5 separate regions of the Mus musculus genome follow, and regions 1, 2, 3 and 4 are each linked to region 5. Evidence: chromatin contacts called from public HiChIP or PLAC-seq, capture Hi-C and promoter capture Hi-C data. All regions are on one chromosome and are shown on one strand. Each heading gives the region's core, a stretch centred on a gene start, on an enhancer-like site or on the middle of the called end of the contact. The rest is flanking DNA. Distances are from core to core; before and after follow the strand shown. Region 1 holds the start of Alyref2 (Aly/REF export factor 2). Region 2 holds the start of Igsf8 (immunoglobulin superfamily, member 8). Region 3 holds the start of Casq1 (calsequestrin 1). Region 4 holds the start of Cd244a (CD244 molecule A). Region 5 holds the start of Cd84 (CD84 antigen).

Region 1 (2,807 bases), core at 37-2,536, 340 kb before region 5:
GAGCCACCATGTGGTTGCTGATTTGAACTTCGGACCTTCGGAAGAGCAGTCGGTGCTCTTAACCACTGAGCCATCTCTCCAGCCCCCTTGTTACCTGTTCTTATTACTGAGGTATTTTAGCTATAAGGAGACTGAGGTATTTCAAAGGGACAGTCTCTGTCCTTAAGGGAAAGGTCTTGGGTGGGAGAGTAGTTTTCATTTTTTTGGGGGGGGAGGGACTGGGGGGAGATGGGGAATTGCATCATAGTCTAGCCCCTCCCACAGCTCTGAGGGTAACCTGTCCCTTCTGCTCGAGTGGCTGCATTTATTTTTTAGAATGTATCTGCCTTTATTTGTATGAATATTTTGCCTGCGTATCTGAGCGTTGCTTGGCACTGATGGAAGTCAGAAGGGGGCGCTAGTTCTTCCTCAGCTACAGAGCTGGGTTAGCCATCTTGCTAGAAAATTGTACGTGCCTTAAGTCCATAACCACCTTGCACTTAAATAAAATATTAAAAATAATGGTTTATACATATGTTCACTGAGACCACAACATAACGCAGCTAGATAAAAAACAGCTTAATAAATAACATGTCTACAGACTTCCCACAAAAACTTAGTATTTGCTTTTAAAGGCTTATTTACTTTATCGGTTATGAGACACAACGCCATGCGACTGAGCCCTTTTAACCAATGAGCTGTCTCTTTAGCCTAAGCTCAAGCCATTTTTACCTTACAGTGGTTAACACTGAAGACAAGAAAATACATAGAGCACACAATAAAGACTGTTAATTCTAACTTTGGTTAACACTGAAGACAAAAAAATACATAGAGCACACAATAAAGACTGTTAATTCTAACTTTAAACATTATTAATAGCCTTGCTAAAGCAAGGCCTCAAAAAATTAGTGTAAGACTCAGAATTGTTCCTCTCCACGGAAATCTTTAGTAAAAGGCGAAAGATTTATACGATCTGAAGAGAAACCAGAGTATACCCAGCTGTCCTAGTGTACAGTTCTCGGCCGACTGTATTTCCTAGACAACTAATGGTGACTATTTACTCCTAAAGACACTGACTACTTTATTATATCAGATAAATCTTTGAAGGTTCTATCACATTAAGGAATAAAAGGAATAAAACAGAACAACGAAAACAACACGCTACCCTTTTAAATTATACAACCATCTGTGTGCACTGCATTGTGGGTATGCAAATATCGCGGAGAAGCCGCGTGGCCCGCTCGGTTTCCGGAAGTGCCTCGAATTTGTCCCAGATGTCTCTAGGCGCTGGGCGGCCACCAGGGGTCAGAGCGAAAGCCAGATTCACAAGCGCACAGACTTCCAATTTCCAAGTGTGATTTTGGTGCGCTTGTGATTCCAGCACCGGTCGGAGAGGCGGAGTCAAGGCGGGGGAATCATTGAATTTGAGTACTTTCTGGTCTGCACCGCGAGGGCCGGGCCAGTCAGGCCCGGATCCGCGCCCGCCATGGCCGACAAGATGGACATGTCTTTGGACGACATCATTAAGCTGAACCGTAACCAGCGCCGGGTGAATCGAGGCGGCGGGCCTAGGAGGAACCGGCCCGCCATCGCCCGCGGCGGCAGGAACCGGCCGGCACCGTACAGTAGACCGAAACCACTTCCGGACAAGTGGCAGCACGACCTATTCGACAGCGGCTGCGGGGGTGGGGAAGGCGTGGAGACCGGTGCCAAGCTGCTCGTGTCAAACCTGGACTTCGGGGTGTCAGATGCTGACATTCAGGAACTCTTTGCTGAATTTGGAACGTTGAAAAAAGCCGCTGTGGACTACGATCGCTCTGGACGAAGTTTAGGGACGGCGGATGTACACTTTGAACGGAGGGCAGATGCCCTGAAGGCTATGAAGCAGTACAAGGGCGTCCCTTTGGATGGCCGCCCTATGGACATCCAGCTTGTCACGTCACAGATCGATCCACAGCGAAGACCTGCACAAAGCGGAAACAGAGGCGGCATGACAAGGAGCCGTGGCTCTGGAGGCTTTGGTGGCCGCGGCAGCCAGGGAAGGGGTAGAGGCACTGGCAGGAACTCAAAGCAGCAGCAGCTTTCTGCAGAGGAGTTGGACGCACAGCTGGATGCTTACAATGCAAGGAGGGACACCAGCTAAACAACCGAACAAATCCGCACAAGAACCGGGACCCAGACGCCTCGTCTGTGATGCCTTAGAGGGAGGGTAGGCAACTGGACTGTGCAGACAATGGTGAATTTGGTTTTTTGTTTCTTTTTACTTCCTGTTTTAAAATAGGATCTAAAAACTCATGTAAAGTTTTTTTTTTTTTTTTTTTTTAAATTCTGAAACAGACCTGTTTTGTACTGAGTTATTTTTTGGGATAAGTTTTCCTGGGTGCTGTTGTGGAGAAGGTGGCATTTTCACCTTTGTCATAATAAAATAGAAATGTGTGTAGAACTGGAAAAATTAAAAAAGAAAAAGAAAAATTACAAATTACAATATGACTTTTATGGACAGAACACATGACTGACTAGCATGCATGAAGAAGTGGGTTTCATTCTCAGCTCCATCATGTAAGAATAAAACAAGAATTGAAAAAACCTTGCCTTTGATGCAGCTCAGTGGCAGAATGCCTACTCACCATGAGCAAGGAAGGCGGTGGGTTTAATTACATGGAAAGTCTTTTCTGTCTGGTAGGGGTGGTACCTACCTGACCTCTCAGCGTTGGTAAGGCTGAGACAGGAGTTTTAGTGAGATATGACTAATCTAAAATAAAATCAAAGGCAGGGGTGGTGGTGGTGGCGGCGGCTCATGCCTTTAATACTAGCTTCTAGGATATACA
Region 2 (2,700 bases), core at 28-2,527, 470 kb after region 5:
TCCCAAAGTCTCCCGGTAGCTTGCAGTTTTCACATGGCTCAACATGGCTTCTAGAGAAACAGTGTGAAGAAACCAGGCTTGGGATATATCCAGGTGACAAGGAGCAGGTCCCTTAGCCTCTTGCTAGGCAGTCTTGGGCGACCAGGGTTGGAGTTCTGACTTCCCTATAGATTCCCTATCAGTGTTTCTCTGTGGTTGCTGAATGTGGCTTCCACTGGCAGCCCCACGAATACGACTTCTGAGAAGAGGAAGTCACCGCTGGCCCGGATCTCTTTTCCTGTCTGTGCCTCAGTTTTCTCAATAGGAAGCAGTAAGCGAGGGAGCAGGGGTGAAGGGGACAAGTAGGGAATGGAGGTGAAGATCTAGACGTGTTCTAGGCCACTTCCCCCTAATGGGCACTTCCGCGCCCTGGTTTTGCAGGCTGAGCCGCCCCTTCTTCCCATCCTGGCCCCACCCTACTCTCCGCCTTTTTCACAGTTGGAGACATGGCTTTGGGAAGAGGTTTCTCTTCCTTTTTCCTACCTCCAGGCTAGCTCCACCTTCCCCAGCAAAGAGGTGTGTTACGTCCTCTCGTTGGAGACTCCAATTGGTAGAAAGCAGTTTAACGCAAAAACAAAACACCCCCATAGTTACCGTGTGCATGAAACGTATGTGCATGATCTCAGCTAATAATCGCCGTAACTCCTCGAGTGTTTACAATCTCTGTTCCGTACGTGGCGGGGGGGGGGGGGGAAGTGAGCTTGAAAGCATTGAGCTGAACAAGGATCTTCCAGCTAGGAAGTCTGGACCGCTAACCCACTTCCCTTTCGCTTTGCATTCTGACCGGGTATTAGAACAGATTTCCAGCGATCTTCCAGGACTCTGAAGCCCCTTTGGGTCCGCTTCACGTCCAGGAAACCGTGGGTCAGGCCATGCCTACATAAATCAGCAGGGTTTGCTGCCAAGACTCAGTGGCCCACATCACCCAATTGGATTCTGAGTGCGTAACCACAGTCACCCCATCATGCATCCCCAGAGGCCCTGCAAGCACCCCATTCTCCCTGGAAGGCTGGCAGGTGCAGGGCGGGGTGCCCTCTGAGCGAGGAAATGGGGGTAGAGGAGCCCAGGTGCCGCCAGTTCGCCCAGCCTGAGGCCAGAGGCGGAGCCACCATCAGGGTCGAAGTCTGGCCCAGGCGACGGCCTGGGGCGGGGCGAGGCGGGGGCGGGGCCGGGCAGCGGGGCGCGGCTGGGACTGGTCTCCCGAGCTGCGGAGGGCGGGAAGAGCGGCGGGAGGAGGGGAAGAAGGGTGGAGGGCGGGGAGTTGGCGGCTCCCGCTCGGCTGGGCTCTGCGCACCCACGCTTCACTGCTCCGCTTTCTGCCCCCCACCTGGGCATGCGCCCCCCGCGGCCCTGGCCCCCCAGAGCCCACGCCGCCCCCAGGAGTCTCCTCAGAGCCGCCTACGCAGAATGGGCGTCCCTAGCCCCACGCCGCTGAGTTCGCTCCTGCTGCTGCTGCTAATACTTGGTAAGCCAGGTGGTGGTCGCCGCGTCCCTGTCCCGGCCGGGTAGGTGCCTAACACCGTGCAGCCCACCAGCCCACCTTCCTAGCATTTCAGAGCTGGTTGCATCCCTACTTCTCCAACAGACGTGCCTCCACTGTCTCTGGGCTCGGCGTCTCGCTTCCTTTTGCGCCTGTCTGCCCAATCAGTTATGGGGAGGGTGGTGGTGTCCTCGCTCTAGGTTCCTAGCTGGGGCATATGGGCGACCTACTGAGGTATCCCCTGAGACACCATCGGGCCTCCGGAGGCAGGCACCACTTCTCATCGGTTACACCCAGCGTCTGGGGTCGTTGCTACCAAATACCGTGACAACCTTCTGCCCCACTCTCGGCTCAAGGCCTGGTTTTGGGTGTTTGCTCTGCGTGGGCAGTGCCTGGCGGTCTTCATAATTGCCTAGAGTTGGCTGGAGGCCCAGGGGCTGATTCTGACCACGATCTCTGAAAAAAGTCTCCCCAACACCCCCACCTCCCAATATAACATGTCACCATCTGAGGCTTCTTCCCTCACGTGTCTCCACCCTGGGCCAGTTCCCTCTTTGCCCTTCTTCCACGCTCCCAGATATTTGCCTGGTTGTCAGACTCAGTTGGTCCCAACATCCCTGCCTCAGGAGAAACCAGGCTCCATGGAAACTGAACCTGGGATCTCTAAGCACCCAGTGTCTGTCCTGGTGGGTGTTTATGATGGTGTGTTTTCTGGGCCAACCTTGCGTCATGTCTGGTGTGTGTGTGTGAGTGTGAGTGTGTGTGTGTTGAGGCCTGTGGAGGTTGCTAACATTACCATGTTTGGGGTCTGACTTGGAGGGCTCCCTGTAGGAGGTGTTCTGGGAAAGATATGGCATGGAGCAGTTGCCAGGAGACTGAAGCCCTTGAAAGGAACGTGTGTGTGTGTGTGTGTGTGTGTGTGTGTGTGTGTGTGTGTTATGCATATGGAGAAGATACTATAGTGGGGCACCCCAACCTCCTTCTCTGGTTTATACCAGAACTGCGCAGTGTTGTACAGAATGGTTCCTTGGGCTTCTTGGGGCCAGGATGAAAACTCCTTTGGGAACAAGGCGGGAGGCAGAGTGATGTAGGGAGTTGAAGGAGCTGTGGGGCTTGGTTGCCTAGCGATTGCTTCTTTTCCTTTGGGCTTAACCCGAGCAGGGATGAGCCCAGGGGTGGTT
Region 3 (2,700 bases), core at 9-2,508, 380 kb after region 5:
AGCCCGATGGGGCACACGGAAATGCAAGCCAGGGGGCCGGGTGTCTTACACTGAAACATTCCAAGCTCGGACAAGGTGGAGCCTCTCTGTATCACCAAGCCGGGGAAGTGCAGACAAAGGCAAACGTATCCTAGCTCCATTAGGGATGCGTGTGGCCACGTAATCCAATCGGAAGGCTGCCTCCCCTCATTTCTTTTTTGTATTAACCGTCTCTGCCTTGGACCTAAAGTAGATTCTCTGGCTGAAATGATGGGGAAGGCATGCTGAAGCCTTCGTGAGAGTTTTCTAGTAAGGACTTCCCCTAGGGGACAAAACGCGGCGGGTTGGCCTGGGGAGGTCTGTGGGAAGCCTCTAGAAGTCATTTAACTGTACAGTCACTAAGTCAGTTGAAGGCAAATAAAAGAACAATCGTGTTCACGGTTCTGCTGTTTGCGTCTTGGAGCACGGCCCTACGTGTGTAAAGAGAGGGGGATCTTTTGGCCACAAGAGTAGTATGAAGCACAGTGCAGGGTACTGTGCAAGCTCCCCCCACCCAGCTTCTCCCCCCCCCCAGCCAAACCTAGTGCCCCTGCCTCCTGCAGCACAACTTACCAACAGAAGGGTAGGACCTTGGTCCCTGAGTCTTTTTCTTTTTGCCAAGGCCACATTCCAGTCATGTACTTGGTGGAGACAGAGGCCCAGCAGCCATGCTGCTCTTAAGCTAGCCCCCACCCTCAGACTCAGGGCTCACCGAGGGGACTGAGCATGCTCTCCAGGCCTGCTATTCTCCACTCACCTCCAGGATTAGCTCCTCCATCTCAAATTGTCTCTGCGAGGCCTTGTCGTCCTCGGGGGGCTCATGGTAGAGGAGGGCCAGCACCTCATACTTCTTAAACACGTTCTTGTAGTTCTTGGCGTTCACATTGATCACACGGTCCACACCGTCGTACTCAGGGAAGTCCAACCCATCTTCCCCCTGGACCCCTAACCTGGGCGTCCCTAGCACCAGTACAAACAGCAGTGCCAGCCGCAGCTCGGACACTGCTCTGGCCCCCATCCTGTCGGTAGCTCTCATGGAGGTAGTACAATCTGGGCCTGCTCTCCTGGTCCAGAGGAGGTTAGCTGAAATAGGGAGAGGTGCCCCTCGGATACAGAATCCTGAGTTAGGGGCTCCAGGTGGGGGTGGGGTAGAGAGTGGGCCAGAGCAGTGGACAGAGGACACTGCTGGGTCCTGGAGAAACTGCCGACAGAGCCAAGAGAAAAAGGGTCAGGAGGAGGAATAGGAGCAGGGGCGGGGAGGGAACCGGAGCTGCCCCTTGAAACTGGCACCCCCTCCGTCCCCACCTGGTCCTGTCTAAATATGTCTCTGTGGTTGGCAGGAGGGATGGATAACCTTCTGAGGCCAGGACAGCTCCATGAGAGCCTGAATCCTCTCACCTCCTATACCTCTTCCCTAGGCTCCCTCCCAGCAGCTGGTTCCTTCCCCCTCCCCCAGTGTCCAGGACTCCTTAGCCCCTGGCCCCATGCAGGCCTAAGAGCTCATCGCCATATTAAGAAAGGGAGAGAGAGAGATGCCGGATCTAAAAATAAGACCAGATGAGTTAGGGGTAAGTGAGGCTGGGGCTGGAGGAGGGGGGATGTAGGGTATCCAGGGATCCCAGAGTAGGACAAGGCCTATCAGAAAGAAGTACAGGTAGCAAGGACGACACCTTCTGGGCCAGAGGCTAAACTGATAATACAGGAGAGAATGTGGTATTTCTAACTCCTAAAATCCAGCAGTCTTCTATAGGTAAAGCCTATTTCTTTGATCTTATGGACGAGACATGAGCAATAAAAGCGCATTCCAGGCTCCAGGAAAGAAACCCCCGTGCAGTTCCCTTTAAAGACCGTGGACCAAGGATGAGATCATTCTCTGAATAAAAGATGGAGCGGAGTCCAAGACCAGAATCCTGGCTTAGCTCCAGTCAGTTTCCTTTGCTTCACTCAACAGTCCCAACTCAGGAATGCAGGGGGAAGGACAGGGCTGGCCCGAGTTCCATCCTGTAGTGATGGCGACTTGGGCTTTCTCTGCCTGTACTGCCCACTGCTTCGTGGCGCTTCCTCCTCTGAGGGCTCTGGCCTGATCCCGTGGGACTCTGATTCTAGGGCATAAGGGGCTGGGAGGATTCCTCAGACTGCACAGGTCTATAGAGAGCTAATAGCTACTATTCATTCCTATGTCTTTGACAAGGACAGATGATCCGGTATAAGTATGGGAAAAAGTTAACTCGAGGTAAACAGGAAGAGGTGGACCCTGTGCCCTTATCGGACGCTGTGGATTAATTCTGTGCATCTGAGGCACACAGCTGAGCTGGAGGTACGAAGGCTGTCATTTTTAGGGTCCTAGCTTAGAGGTGAAGAGTTGAATTAAGCTTTGAGTACTTAGCAAGGACTCCTGCATGGCCTTCTAGGGCTCATACTATATTTAGGTAAACTGAGGCTCAAGAGGGCTCAAGGGGGAGATCACAATAAAGTCAGACTTCCATGTCCACAGTGCAACGTACTTCTCATTCTAGAAGGATGGCGTTTAATTCGCATCTAGGAAGAAGTATAAAGTTATGCTAGCAGAATAGCATCTTGCATTCCCATGGGGCAGACCTTATATAGCTAATTTAGCATTCTTAAGAACATGTCAGGAGTGGATCCAAGAGGGACAGCTGACATTGTAGTGGGAGAGGCCAG
Region 4 (2,732 bases), core at 171-2,670, 280 kb before region 5:
CTATTGCTCTCTTCAGACACAGCAGAAGAGGGTAATCAGATACAATAACAGATGGTTGTGAGCCACTATGTGGTTGCTGGGAACTGAACTCAGGAACTTCAGAAGAGCAGTCAGTGCTCTTAAGCCATCTCTCCAGCACTTATTATGGCATTTTCACACCAGTATATTCCAGAGCTTTCTATTCAAGCTCTCAAGGATAGCTATTAATTTGGTGCTGAAAACTATCTTGAAGGGAAGCCAAGTTTCCATTTCCATGTATTGCTTACCTTCAGGGGGAAGATCATAGATTTGTGTTTGTGTGTGTGTGTGTGTGTGTGTGTGTGTGTGTGTGTGTGTGTGTGTGTGTGTGTTCACTTGGGCATGTGTGGAAGTCAGGGGTGGAGTCCATCCTCCCTCTTCATCAGGAGGATTCTGGCGATTATGCTCCGGCTGGCAGGCCTGATGATGAGCACCTTAACCCACTGAGCCATCTCGCTTACCCAACTGCTGTTGACTGTGAGGACTCAGAAAGCAATTTGGTCAGCACTACACAGGTTGCAAGTTGATGAGCTGGAGTTCAAGTCCAGGTCTTTGACTCCAAATTGACTGTCTGTCTGGTCCAGAGCATCCGTTGCTTGCCACCACTGGCAGCCACCTGTCCTATAAAGGCCGCTCTTGCTCAGTGTTGGTCGGGCTAGAAACAGATCAAAGAATGGAATGAGAGGATGGGCTTGGGAGAACCACACGTGTTTGTTGCTAAGGGGAAAAGAAGAGGAAAAGAGCAAGAGGCCTGGCTTCTGGATATGGCCTTGAAGTAAAGGGTCCTGAGGGAGTGGGGTTCGGGGTGGGGTGGGGTGGGTACCACTGACTCCACCCCTCCTTGGAGTTCAAAGGATCTCTGCTGCCTGCTCTTCTACAGGATGAATCCAGCCACGGAAGGGGGTGAGCACCACAAAGCGTTTCACATCCTTTGGTTGTGGAGGGGTGAAAGGAGGAACACAGTTTGCATATGTTGAACATTTGAGATCAGACTTCCTGGGCTCATGAGATTTTTCCCAGCAAGTCTAAATGTTATGTCTCTTCCTTAATCACCCCATATGCTCTTCCTCTTCCACGTTAGTACCTACTTACTCAGGGTTCTTCTTCTCAGGCCACCCTACCCCTAAGTTCCTTCAGACTTCTGCTTCCACGGTGTATGCTGGTTTGGGGCAGCCTGGAATAATGACTGTTGGTTTTCTTTCCCACCCTGTGGGAGCCACTAAGAATTCAGCACCAGGCTGAGGAGGACCAAGGGCTGGGATTTTGCAACTGGTTTTTTGTGAGTCACTGTGCACTCTGAGTACCCACCCACTGGAGGCATCTTAGCTTGTGGGAACCCACGTGGAGGGACTGAGGCTTTCTCGGTAGCCTTGTCAGTGCACAGCAGAAGTGAACAGCCTTCAGTTGAGGAAATTGTGGCTGGACAGGCAGTGAGGTAGTTCTGCTGTGTCCTGCTGACAGTTAGCTGCGAGCCTATTGACATCTGAGCACCTGGAGAAGACAGGGCCCCCGTAGTCTGCTCTGTCCTGTGGTGATGTTGGGGCAAGCTGTCCTGTTCACAACCTTTCTGCTCCTCAGGGCTCATCAGGGCCAAGGTAAGGATTTTTGTGTTGGTGTGGGATGGGGCCTGGCATACACCCATGGGTGCCTGAGTGTGTGAGGGAGATCAGAAGTTAGAGCCTCTGATTATGCCATTTCGATAGTCACCTGGAACACAGAAAGCCAGAGGAGAGGTTAGAGAAGGTGGTCCAGGTCCTTAGGGCTATTGTAAAGTGGGTGGAGTTTAGTCTGTATGAAAACTGTGGAAAACTGGAGCGATGTGTGTACAAGCCTTCTCTGGAGCAATGTGTGCATTAGCTTTCCCTTTTCTCGCTCTGGGAGTGGATTCATCACCAGCCATAGCTTTTTCCTTCATTCCGACACAGTTTCACACAAACACCACCTTGTCATTGTCACCTTCCCCACAGAATTCGTGTCCATTCTGAAGAAAAGGATGGTCTGGGAGTTGTGAGGAGTCCCTGGATGCTTTGGGTCTGGGTGAGGTAAGGTAGAGAAAAGAAGGTAGGACAGGCAGGGTCTCACGAGTCAGCACAGAGACTGCTCCACTTTGGGTGGGTTGGGTTGAGCCTTGCATTTCTCAGGGACTGTTTTCTAGTTGTCACTGTGCTGGAGGGGACCCCGGGAGTCCCTCTAGCAGGCCCAACTCATTTGCATTCAGCTTCTGGTCACCTTACCTCCTCTCAAATGAGGCATGAATGGAGGAATCTCTTCCTGAGGAAGAGATTTTGGCTCAGGACTCAAAGAGACTCTGGTTCAGTAGAAGTCACCCCAGGGGCAGCCAGATGATGATGACAAACCTTTCTTACTAAAGTGTGATATCTGCATATCAGTGTACGTGTCAGTGAGTCACTTTTCTGATGACTTTGGGACAATCGTGCGTTTATGTCCACTCATTGTCTACTGTCTTTCCCATAAACATAAGCAATATTCTCACTCCAAATCTCACAGATTAGTTTTGCCTGGATGTACGTGGCATCCCATGGTATGGGTTCCTGACTTCTTTTACTTGACACTTCTATGACGTTTGTCTATGTATCTTATCTCTTTGATGGGAGTTTCCAGTCCCTGCATGCCATGCATCTGGGTGAGATAAGACAACTCCATCCCAGGCTTACACCATCCTCTGCTCACTCTCTTGAGGGTGAGCACCTGAT
Region 5 (2,773 bases), core at 13-2,512:
CCATTTCTTTATTTAATTCCACTTTCATATCTAACAATTAGCTTCCTATATCATTATTAAACTTTTATTCATGTCTACTTTCATTTCTTTAAGCGGGCCTTCATATCTTTGAACATGTCAAGAAGTGAGAATATATTCATAATCACTCTATGGAAGTTTATGTCTAAGTCACGTCCATTAAGAGTTGCTACTCCGGGGAGTGTAGTTTAAGGAAGAGACAGGTTTGGTTACTTTTTGTTTTAAAGGTATGATTGTTTGTATGTATGTCTGTGCACCACATGTGTGCAGTGCCTTCTGAGATCAGAAGACAGTGTTTGATCCCCTGAAATGAGAGTTACAGACAGTTATAGGTGCTGAGAATCAAAACCAGGTCCTCTGAAAGTGGGAGCAGTGCTAACCACTGAGCCATCTCTCCAATACAAGTTATTTTAGTTTGTATTTGTGTGTCTGTGTCTGAGTGTCTGTGTGTGTGTCTATGTGTGTCTGTGTGTGTGTCTCTGTGTATGTCTGTGTGTGACTCTGTGTGTGGTGTGTGTGTATCTGTCGATTCATGCCTATTTGGTGTTCTGTGTACATTTCACTATTTCCCTAAATGTGGAACTATTTTTACTATGGTTTTGTGGAAAATATTTTTTACACCTTTAGCATGCAATTCAACTTCTTTTACTCCATAATTCACAAATTTGCTCTTTCCATGTTGTCCTAAGTATATCACACATTTTACACACTTATATTAAACCAGTCACTGTCTTTGACCTAATATCTCAGTCCCTTACTATGTCTTCCATCCCTGTTACTTTTTTTGTTGTGTGTGTCTGTCTGTGTATGTGTGTCTGTGTGTGTCTCTGTATACGTGTGCCTGTGTGTGTCTCTGTGTGTGTGTGCCTGTGTGTCTCTGTGTGTGTGTGGTATGTGTGTCTGTCTGTGTGTCTGTGTGTGTCTCTGGGTGTGCTGTGTCTGTGTGTGTGTGTCTGTGTGTAATATGTGATTTTAAAGTGGAGCTCTCAGCTCAGGTGTCAAGGTCAGTTTCTCTTGAGTCAATTTTCTTGTTTCCTTGAGTATTTGCAATGTTCCAGAGGGTTATGGTACAGTTGAGGTGTCATTTCTCTCTGTGCTTGGACTACTAAGGTCTGTGTCTCTAGTCCTCCTCTGAGAGCAGGGTATCATCTTCAGCACCAGTCATGACCAGGAATCGGCTCATTTACTGCTGGATGGTTTGTGGTGTCTCCCGTGTTCCTTTTCTGGTTCCACAAACCCGTCTCAGTGCTTGGAGTTCCTCTGTGACTGACCACTTCTTCCTTTTCTGTCTGATGGTGAACACCTTTCTGGACCAGCTCTGGACCAGAATCTGATGTTATGCTCTGGGAAGGGGTCCTCTGGATCTAGTTTGCCTCTGGGTCTGACTTCAGATCCATTGAGGGCTCTATCTTTGGCTTGCTATCTGGAAATGTGTGTCTGCCTTTTGGAATCTGACATACTTGCACTGAGAGTGCAGAGTGGGTCTTGGGGTGCTCAGCTTAGCTGCGCTTGTCTCACTAAGGGGTCCATGCGAGGCAGGTGTAGAGACAATTGGTGCTGATTCATGACGTGAGTGGGGGAGTTAATGTAACTAGGTGATGGTGGGTCAGTGGGAGAGATACAGCAATCTCCAGATCACAGATGCTGACTTTATAGGGCCAGTGGGCAGGAGGCAATGGATGCAAACATGGAGACACTGAACTCAAAGACTATGGCTTATTCTTGTGATTCAAAATACAATTAACCCCTTGCCTAAAAATACTAGTTCATTCTTCATATTTGTCTCAGCTACATTGTCAATTCCTTTCAGAAATCTCCCTAACTTACCCTAGCCTGGAGTAGATGCCTCCACCCTGCATTTCTTCCTGCTGCAGCATATATCACCATTTACTGAAATTTCCTGTATAATTATCAATCCCTCTATAAAGAATATAAACTCCACAAAGGGAACTCATTACTTTATAGCTACTGATCAACATCCATGATATGTCTGGCACATAGTAGGCACTTAATAAATATTTGTTGGATAATTAATAATGAATATGCACTGCTGTTGTATAATGGAAAACACTAGTAAGTAGGTTAAGAAGTAACACATCTTAATCAGCTCACACTTCCTCCCTCCAGCTCCGGAAACACCACACTGAAGTGAAAGCAGCTACCACACCAGTTATTTTTCCTCAGAAGACTGGAGTCTGACTGGACATGGCCCAGCGCCATCTGTGGATCTGGTTCCTTTGCCTACAAACCTGTGAGTTCTGAACCTTGTTAGTATTGAAGTCCTACTATGTCATAACTTTTTAGAAAATACACATGGGAGGGCAGGGACGTGTCCCTTTGATCTCGTTTCAGCAGAATTTCCTGGGCTTTCTGTTCATATTACACTCAACCTACTGAACTAGAGTGAGACCTTAAGACCCAAGCAATGTGCTTCATCACATTAAACCAGTCTTCTTTCACTTTCTGTCCCCTTTCCTACCTATGCCTTCAACTCCTGGTCCCTCCTCTTCCTATTGTCCTATGGGTTGTTGCACTGTTTATTTGGGTTAAGTTTTTGGTTTCCAGCATCATTTCAGCTTGATTTTCCTTTTGTATTTCCATCTGTTTATTCTCTTGTCTTAACTGGTATGATCTGTGTATGCCTGGGACATAGTAGGCATTTAATAAATATTTGTTAGGTAGTTAATTAATTACTTAATTAATGCTCTCACTGGAGTCACATAATGGAAATCACTAGCAAGTAGGCTAAGAACCA

Evidence for each region. Promoter capture Hi-C pulls out the DNA fragments that hold promoters and counts their contacts. HiChIP or PLAC-seq counts read pairs in DNA pulled down with a chosen protein or histone mark. Capture Hi-C pulls out chosen DNA fragments and counts their contacts.
Region 1: a capture Hi-C map of macrophages shows a contact between it and region 5, with 3 times the contacts expected there. The contact joins the promoter of Alyref2 here to the promoter of Cd84 in region 5. A contact is called at or near these places in 2 of 39 promoter capture datasets (pre-B cells and stem cell-derived epiblast-like cells), 4 of 115 datasets of contacts at active chromatin or transcription factors (bone marrow-derived macrophages, effector CD8 T cells, memory CD8 T cells and 1 more) and 2 of 9 other capture datasets (liver and macrophages).
Region 2: a contact with region 5 is called in an H3K27ac HiChIP or PLAC-seq map of T-cell acute lymphoblastic leukemia, with 5 times the contacts expected there. The contact joins the promoter of Igsf8 here to the promoter of Cd84 in region 5. A contact is called at or near these places in 6 of 39 promoter capture datasets (the C10 cell line, the HPC-7 cell line, embryonic stem cells and 3 more), 1 of 15 datasets of contacts at CTCF or cohesin (CD8 T cells), 3 of 484 Hi-C or Micro-C datasets (the MNK3 cell line, group 2 innate lymphoid cells and natural killer cells), 11 of 115 datasets of contacts at active chromatin or transcription factors (the 230-238 cell line, the HPC-7 cell line, T-cell acute lymphoblastic leukemia and 7 more) and 1 of 9 other capture datasets (liver).
Region 3: a contact with region 5 is called in a promoter capture Hi-C map of the HPC-7 cell line. The contact joins the promoter of Casq1 here to the promoter of Cd84 in region 5. A contact is called at or near these places in 8 of 39 promoter capture datasets (the C10 cell line, the HPC-7 cell line, HPC-7-derived erythroid cells and 5 more), 3 of 115 datasets of contacts at active chromatin or transcription factors (bone marrow-derived macrophages, effector CD8 T cells and memory CD8 T cells) and 2 of 9 other capture datasets (liver and macrophages).
Region 4: a promoter capture Hi-C map of erythroid cells shows a contact between it and region 5, with 12 times the contacts expected there. The contact joins the promoter of Cd244a here to the promoter of Cd84 in region 5. A contact is called at or near these places in 13 of 39 promoter capture datasets (the C10 cell line, the HPC-7 cell line, cranial neural crest and 8 more), 1 of 15 datasets of contacts at CTCF or cohesin (the NIH/3T3 cell line), 1 of 484 Hi-C or Micro-C datasets (nephron progenitors), 5 of 115 datasets of contacts at active chromatin or transcription factors (the HPC-7 cell line, bone marrow-derived dendritic cells, bone marrow-derived macrophages and 2 more) and 2 of 9 other capture datasets (adipose tissue and macrophages).

The regions. Positions count from the first base shown.
Region 1 is chr1:171,502,192-171,504,998 of GRCm38.p6, forward strand. Alyref2 (Aly/REF export factor 2) reads left to right here and starts at 1,287. Exons shown (of 1, transcript NM_019484.4): 1 at 1,287-2,559. The coding sequence starts at 1,466. The coding sequence ends at 2,122. LOC115487699 (a small nuclear RNA gene) reads right to left here and starts at 972; the gene lies at 857-972.
Region 2 is chr1:172,311,090-172,313,789 of GRCm38.p6, forward strand. Igsf8 (immunoglobulin superfamily, member 8) reads left to right here and starts at 1,278. Exons shown (of 7, transcript NM_080419.2): 1 at 1,278-1,504. The coding sequence starts at 1,447.
Region 3 is chr1:172,218,637-172,221,336 of GRCm38.p6, forward strand. It overlaps Casq1 (calsequestrin 1), which reads right to left and starts at 1,259. Exons shown (of 11, transcript NM_009813.2): 1 at 776-1,259. The coding sequence starts at 1,054.
Region 4 is chr1:171,557,773-171,560,504 of GRCm38.p6, forward strand. It overlaps Cd244a (CD244 molecule A), which reads left to right and starts at 1,421. Exons shown (of 9, transcript NM_018729.2): 1 at 1,421-1,613. The coding sequence starts at 1,553. It overlaps Gm35200 (a long non-coding RNA gene), which reads right to left. Exons shown (of 5, transcript XR_373705.3): 3 at 1-673.
Region 5 is chr1:171,838,435-171,841,207 of GRCm38.p6, forward strand. Cd84 (CD84 antigen) reads left to right here and starts at 1,263. Exons shown (of 9, transcript NM_013489.3): 1 at 1,263-1,364; 2 at 2,146-2,269. The coding sequence starts at 2,224.